Regions from separate parts of the Capra hircus genome. Here region 2 is linked to region 1. Evidence: chromatin contacts called from public Hi-C data. All regions are on one chromosome and are shown on one strand. The core of a region is the stretch at or near the end of the contact, and the rest is flanking DNA. Distances in the headings are between cores, read along the strand shown. Region 1 overlaps C3H1orf228. Region 2 holds the start of BEST4 (bestrophin-4).

The links. A called contact is a pair of places that touch in the nucleus more often than the background predicts.
Region 2: a contact with region 1 is called in a Hi-C map of blood, with 2.4 times the contacts expected there. The contact joins the promoter of BEST4 here to the enhancer-like site in region 1. A contact is called at or near these places in 4 of 5 Hi-C or Micro-C datasets (blood and liver).

The regions. Positions count from the first base shown.
Region 1 is chr3:19,472,854-19,475,553 of ARS1.2, forward strand. It overlaps C3H1orf228, which reads left to right. Exons shown (of 13, transcript XM_018043385.1): 8 at 801-923; 9 at 1,015-1,087; 10 at 1,238-1,367; 11 at 1,448-1,525; 12 at 1,797-1,878; 13 at 1,953-2,265. The coding sequence ends at 2,071. Among named protein-coding and RNA genes, the nearest start is that of KIF2C, 23 kb to the right of the region's middle. Within about 2 kb of position 1,373, at least 1 of the 5 cell types and tissues checked has an H3K27ac peak or open chromatin away from gene starts, as enhancers often do.
Region 2 is chr3:19,536,645-19,539,344 of ARS1.2, forward strand. It overlaps BEST4 (bestrophin-4), which reads right to left and starts at 1,279. Exons shown (of 9, transcript XM_018043437.1): 1 at 1,124-1,279; 2 at 937-1,031; 3 at 1-200. The coding sequence starts at 1,275.

The DNA.
Region 1 (2,700 bases), core at 123-2,622:
GCACAGTAGGCTTCCTATGCATATTGGCCGAAAGGCTGAGTCAAAGCTGGAATGACTGGGAAGTAGCTACAGAAAGTCCCCTCAATAAAGTCTAGTCCCCTCCCTCCTTCCTAACCCAGTCTTTCCCTCCTTTTGCTTCCACCACTTCCTAGCTGTGGTACCCTAGGTAAGTGCTTTAGCCCTCTGTGCCTCATCCCCTCAAATGTAAAATGGGGATAACAGTCGCCGCGCTGGTGCAAAGCGGACCTCGTCGGTCCCGGCCTGCGAGCGGCAGCGGGATACCGAGAGCGCTCAGCACAGAGCCTGGGCAAACAAGGCCTCGACAAGGGTTCGTCAGAAACTCAAAGTTTCTCTAAACTTCTGTCAGCCTTGCCTCTTTTCTCATTTTCTGCCACACATCCCCACCCACCTGCTCTGTGTCCTTCTCACCCCTTGTTTTTCCCCGTCCTGTCTCCCTCTGAAGACCCGACCCCTCCCTCCTCCACAGAACCTGCTAGATTCCTCAAAGGCGGAAGGCGGGCCTGCCTCGGCGCGGCCTTCAGCTTTTTCAGCCTCTAAGCCTCAAACCCTTCCTCTTCCCGCTCTAGCTGCTTCTGTGAATCCCCGGAGACCTCGGCCCCCTCCTCCCTCTCTTTAACCACCAGTTCCAGGAGGGCAGGGCCAGCTACCCCCACGCCTGGCACATTGTTGGCCAGAAAGCGGTGCTACGAAAGGTCGATAAAGAAGGGGGAGGGTGCTTTCTTGCGGGGATGGGGCGTGAGTGCAGCGGCCGGCCTCTCCAGCGCCTCTGCCTTCCCCAGCCATCGAGCTGATCAAGGACCTGGTCAACTACGACGTGTGCCCAGCGCTGCTCAAGGGCCTTGTAGCGCTACTGATACCGTCCTTCAAGGAGACCAGCAAACTGCAGTCCCAGATCGTCAGCGGTAGGGATCCGCTCGGATTGGGGGGTGGGCGCCGGCGGGGCAGGAGGGAGAACCGGGTTCCTCCCAGTCTCACGGCCACTCCCTCCTCTAGACTCGTCGGTCCTCGAGCTCACCGCCCACCTGCCGCTGTTTTTGCAGCAGGCCGCGGCCGCCAAGGCCATCGGGTAAGCGGGCCGCAGGCGGTGGGCGGATGCGGCAAGCCGGGCTCAGCGCTGCCCGGGCACTGCGGCAGGGCTCCGGCCGCCGAAGGGTCCCACCCTACCACCGCAGCCCGAATCCCACCCCCACCCCCAAACCACCCCACCCCCGCCCAGGATCCTGGCGCGCCACAACACGACCCTGGCCGAGGAGATGCTGCACCTGCGAGTGATACACAGCCTGATGGCCGCCATGGGCAACACGGATCACAGCAACAGCCAGCGGCAGGCCAGCCTCACGCTGGAGGTGCACAGGGCGGCTGGGCGGCGGGCGGGCAGGGCGCGAGGGCACTGCAGTCACGCCCCACCCCCGCCCGCCCACCGCAGTACTTCGTGCAGTTATTCCCGGTGGTGGAGGAGAACGTGCGCAAGACCATGGGGGAGGAACTCTACAAGCTCTTCCTAGTAAGTGGGACAAAACAGTGGCCCTGCGCGTGCTGCAGCTCACGCCCTCCCCCCACCCCCATGGACACCCCACACAAGATCTGGCTGGGGCGGGCGACAGAAGGGACTGCCGTGCTTGGGCTTCTCCACCTGGCACCCTTCCGTTCCCTTTCCGGCCCATCCTGTCAGGCTAAGAGCCTGACTGCAGCCTGCAGCCTCCCTCTGCCCACGCCCAACTCCAAGTCCAGGCTGCCCTGGCATCTAGCCAGGTTTCCCTTGCTTCTGTCTCCAGAGCAATGCCGAGAATCTGTACATGAACATAGATAGCATTCAGGCGGACATCTTGGCAGCCAACAAAGTCAATGTCACCAGAGGTGAGTGGCGAGAGAGGGGGCCTGGGCCAGAGGGGCAGTGACACCCAGTCTCAGGCTCATCTCCCTGCCTCCAGTGCTGCACCTCAGCGGCCTCTCCTACAGCAACATGAGCTTTTACTTTGGCCATTCTAATGAGGATCAGGTGGCCTACATCACACACTTCCAGAAGGAGGACGTGGAAGAAAAAGAGTAAGAGGAGGAAAAAGGAGCCTCGGAGGCAAGCCAGGAAGCCAAGGCTGTGTGGCAGGGAAGCCTGGCTGAAGCGAGGAGTCACAGCCAAGCTCCTGTCGACTCCCCTTGGCCTCGGTGGGATACTGGGGGTTCTGCCCTCCGGTAGGGGAGAGAGCGAGCCCGCTGGGAAGTCTTCAATAAACAAGTCTTGCTGTCTGTCTGGTGTCCATGTGTGGAGGGCAGAGGGAGATCCAGTGAGAGCTGTGATGATGGACCTGGGCGCCTCTGCTCATCAGGGAAAAAAGCTGGTCAGAAGGGCAGGACCACCAACCTCCTAGAAGATTCAGGGAGGTAGTGTGAGGAGTGGGCCTCACCTCCAGTCCCTCCTGGCCCCTGCACTCTCACCTCCAGGACACCGGACCCACCTGGGTTCTCTCCTGCTTCTCTGGTTGCTTTTGTCCGTTCTCTTTGCTGATTGATCATGCATGCAGGCTCAGTCGTGTCCACCTCTTTTTGATCCCATGAACTGTAGTCCGCGCCAGGTTCCTCTTTCCATGGGATTACCCAGGCAAGAATACTGGAGAGGGTTGCCATTTCCTCCTCCAGGAGATCTTCCCAACTGTGTCTCCTGCATCACAGGTGGATTCTTTA
Region 2 (2,700 bases), core at 29-2,528, 64 kb after region 1:
CTTGAGCACGCGCGTGCTGACAGAGCGCAGCACCAGCACCGACGCCAGGTTGGCGTAGCGGATGAGGGTGCGGCGCAGCAGACGGCCACGCTGGTCCACGCCGTGCACGGTGGCCGAGATGACGCACATCAGCTGGTCCGGCAGCGGGATGCTTGTATACTGGGCCCACCAGCGGTTCACCACCATGGTCACGTAGAAACCTGGTCGCCGCCGTGGGTGGTGGGGACGGGAAGGGAAGACGGAGGGCTTGGAAGTCAGTGTGTCCTGCCCGCAACCAGAACGCCTGGTCCAAGCCAGGTGGAACCAAGGCAGGGGGAAGGACACATTGACTCCGGCACCCTGCCTCTCTTGTCAGAGGGACAGCGTCATCCTCTGATCACGCCCTGAGGGACCAAACCAGGCAGGGAGGAAGAAGACTGCAGACCTCCTCAGGCAGAAGAGACCTGATGGTTCAAGTCCAGGCAGTGGTTAACTCTGAGCCCTGCTTCCCATGAGGGTGTGGAGGGAGGTGTCACCTCTCTCCAGTTCCCCTGAAGGACGAAGAGGGCTGTGAGGCCAGCAGCAGGCTGGGGCTGTGTTTGTAGTGAGGGTTGGGCTGGTGATAGGCAGGGCCTGCTGCTGCTGCTCCTAAGTCGCTTCAGTTGTGTCCGACTCTTAGCGACCCCATGGACTGCAGCCTACCAGGCTCCTCTGCCCATGGGATTTTTCCAGGCAAGAGTACTGGAGTGGGTTGCCATTGCCTTCTCCGAGGCAGGGCCTAGTCCTCTGGAAATCCTGGACCCGACACACAGCTCCCATGTCTGCTGAGCCTGCTCTGGTTGACCCCCAGATGGGCCGCCGGGCTAATTCTGACCCTCAGAGCTAGCAGCCCAGCCCAAAGGTCAGGAAAGATGGCTAGGAGGCTGCAAGCAAGAACCCCTTGTCCTTTGAACTTACCCAGTACAAAGGACAAGGGGATGAGGTCCGCAGAGCGGTTGCAGTATCGGGCCACCTGAGCATACACGTGCTTCTGCTCCTGGGTCAGCAGCAGCCTGGGGAAGGTCAGGTGAGGCCTGGGTTAGAGGGAGGTGGGCAACCTAGTCCCCCGCAGGCCAGCCCTGAGACCCTGCCCTCACCCTCGCACCGGTAGGTGACGCTGAGCAGGGCATACAGGGCGATGAAGAGGAGGAACTCCTTGTAGAGGAGCTTGTAGATGCTTCCCCGCCAACGGAGAAGCAGGCCAGAGAAGCCTCCGAAGCGGGCCTCCGCCACTTTGAGGGTGTAGGAGACGGTCATGGTGCTGGCGGCCTGGGGCAGAAGGTCGTGAGAGCTGCTCTTGGAGCTGTCCTTCTCTCCCCACAAACCTCCTCCTTAGCCTGCCTTCTCATCACCCAGCTTAGGTCCCCAAGTAACCTCCCACAACTCTGGTCCCCCCCGACCCCAGCCTTCACCCTTTCAGTAGGAAGGAAGCAGACAAGTGGACAGAGCACACCTCCAGCCCCCTAGGCTTAGTGGCACATGGGTCAAACCAGGATGAGATGGGGCAGAGGGGAGCTGAGATCTACATCCTCTCCTGCCTGAGGCTGCCCCAAGCTCCTCTTCCACTTGCAGGACTAGGAGGAACCCCTGAACTGCTGAGGACAGGAGACTCAACTGTCGCCCTGCCCCACACACCGTGGGGTCTTGCTCTCGAAGCTGATAGTTGGTCTCTCAAGGCGCAGGGCACCCTGACCCCCATCCCACACCTACCTGCCTGCTCTGGACAGCAGCCTGTGCCGAGGAAGGGGAACTGAGCTAGCCTTCACCCCACAACACTTAAGTACCTCCTGGGCCCATAAAGTTTGGCCGGACTGAGGTTATCATTGATGGATTGAGGCTGCACCCGGCCTCCCCTGGTGCTGGGAACTGGCCGTGTCTTCCTGTGCCTGCAGGGCTGGGCTGGCCTTTGAGTGCTATAAATGCCTCTGCATTGACCCCGCAGCTCACACCATGTCCTTGGAGCCAAGGTGACAGAACTGACTGTCCCACGCTCCAGGTGAGAAGACAGAGGCATGATAAAGTGTCATAACAGCTGCTGATGGCAGAGCACTGACTAAGTGGCAGGCACGGTGCCAGAGCACCAGTCCATCAAATCTCTGGCCTGTCCTGGGAAGCTCCCTCCCCACGCTGAGAGCTGGTTCTCCCTGCAAGTGGTTCCTGAAGAGAGGAAGCATGGAGAGGTGGTTAGGAACGTAAGTTTGTGAGGCCGACACACCTGGGGTTGAATTCTGCCTCTCTGTGGCTTTGTCCAAGATACCTAATCTCTCTGAACTTCAGTTTGCTCCTCTGTAAAACAGTATCAATAACTCCTTCCTCACAAGGCAGTGGGGAATATTCAGAGCAAGAATGCCCGGAGCCTGGAGCATGCAGGCTTTCATCCTGGGCAACTATCACCATGAAAAGCCAGTCTTTTCCCTTTGGTTTCCACCTAGTGGTCCACTGTTGCTTCTCAGAACCTGGGATGCCTGGCCAGCCTCTCCCCAAGCCAAACAGTGCCAGGTCCTGGCTTTTAACATGGCCTATGAGATGCCCCCACTTCCATCTGCTGTCATCAGCCTCTGACCTCGCTCCTTTTCATTGCTCCTTTGAGATCCTCTCTCGAATCAGTTAGTCATATCACCCTAAAATCTTCTACAAAGAGGTCTCCCCTCCAGCCCACAAGACCTTGGACAGGATTACATC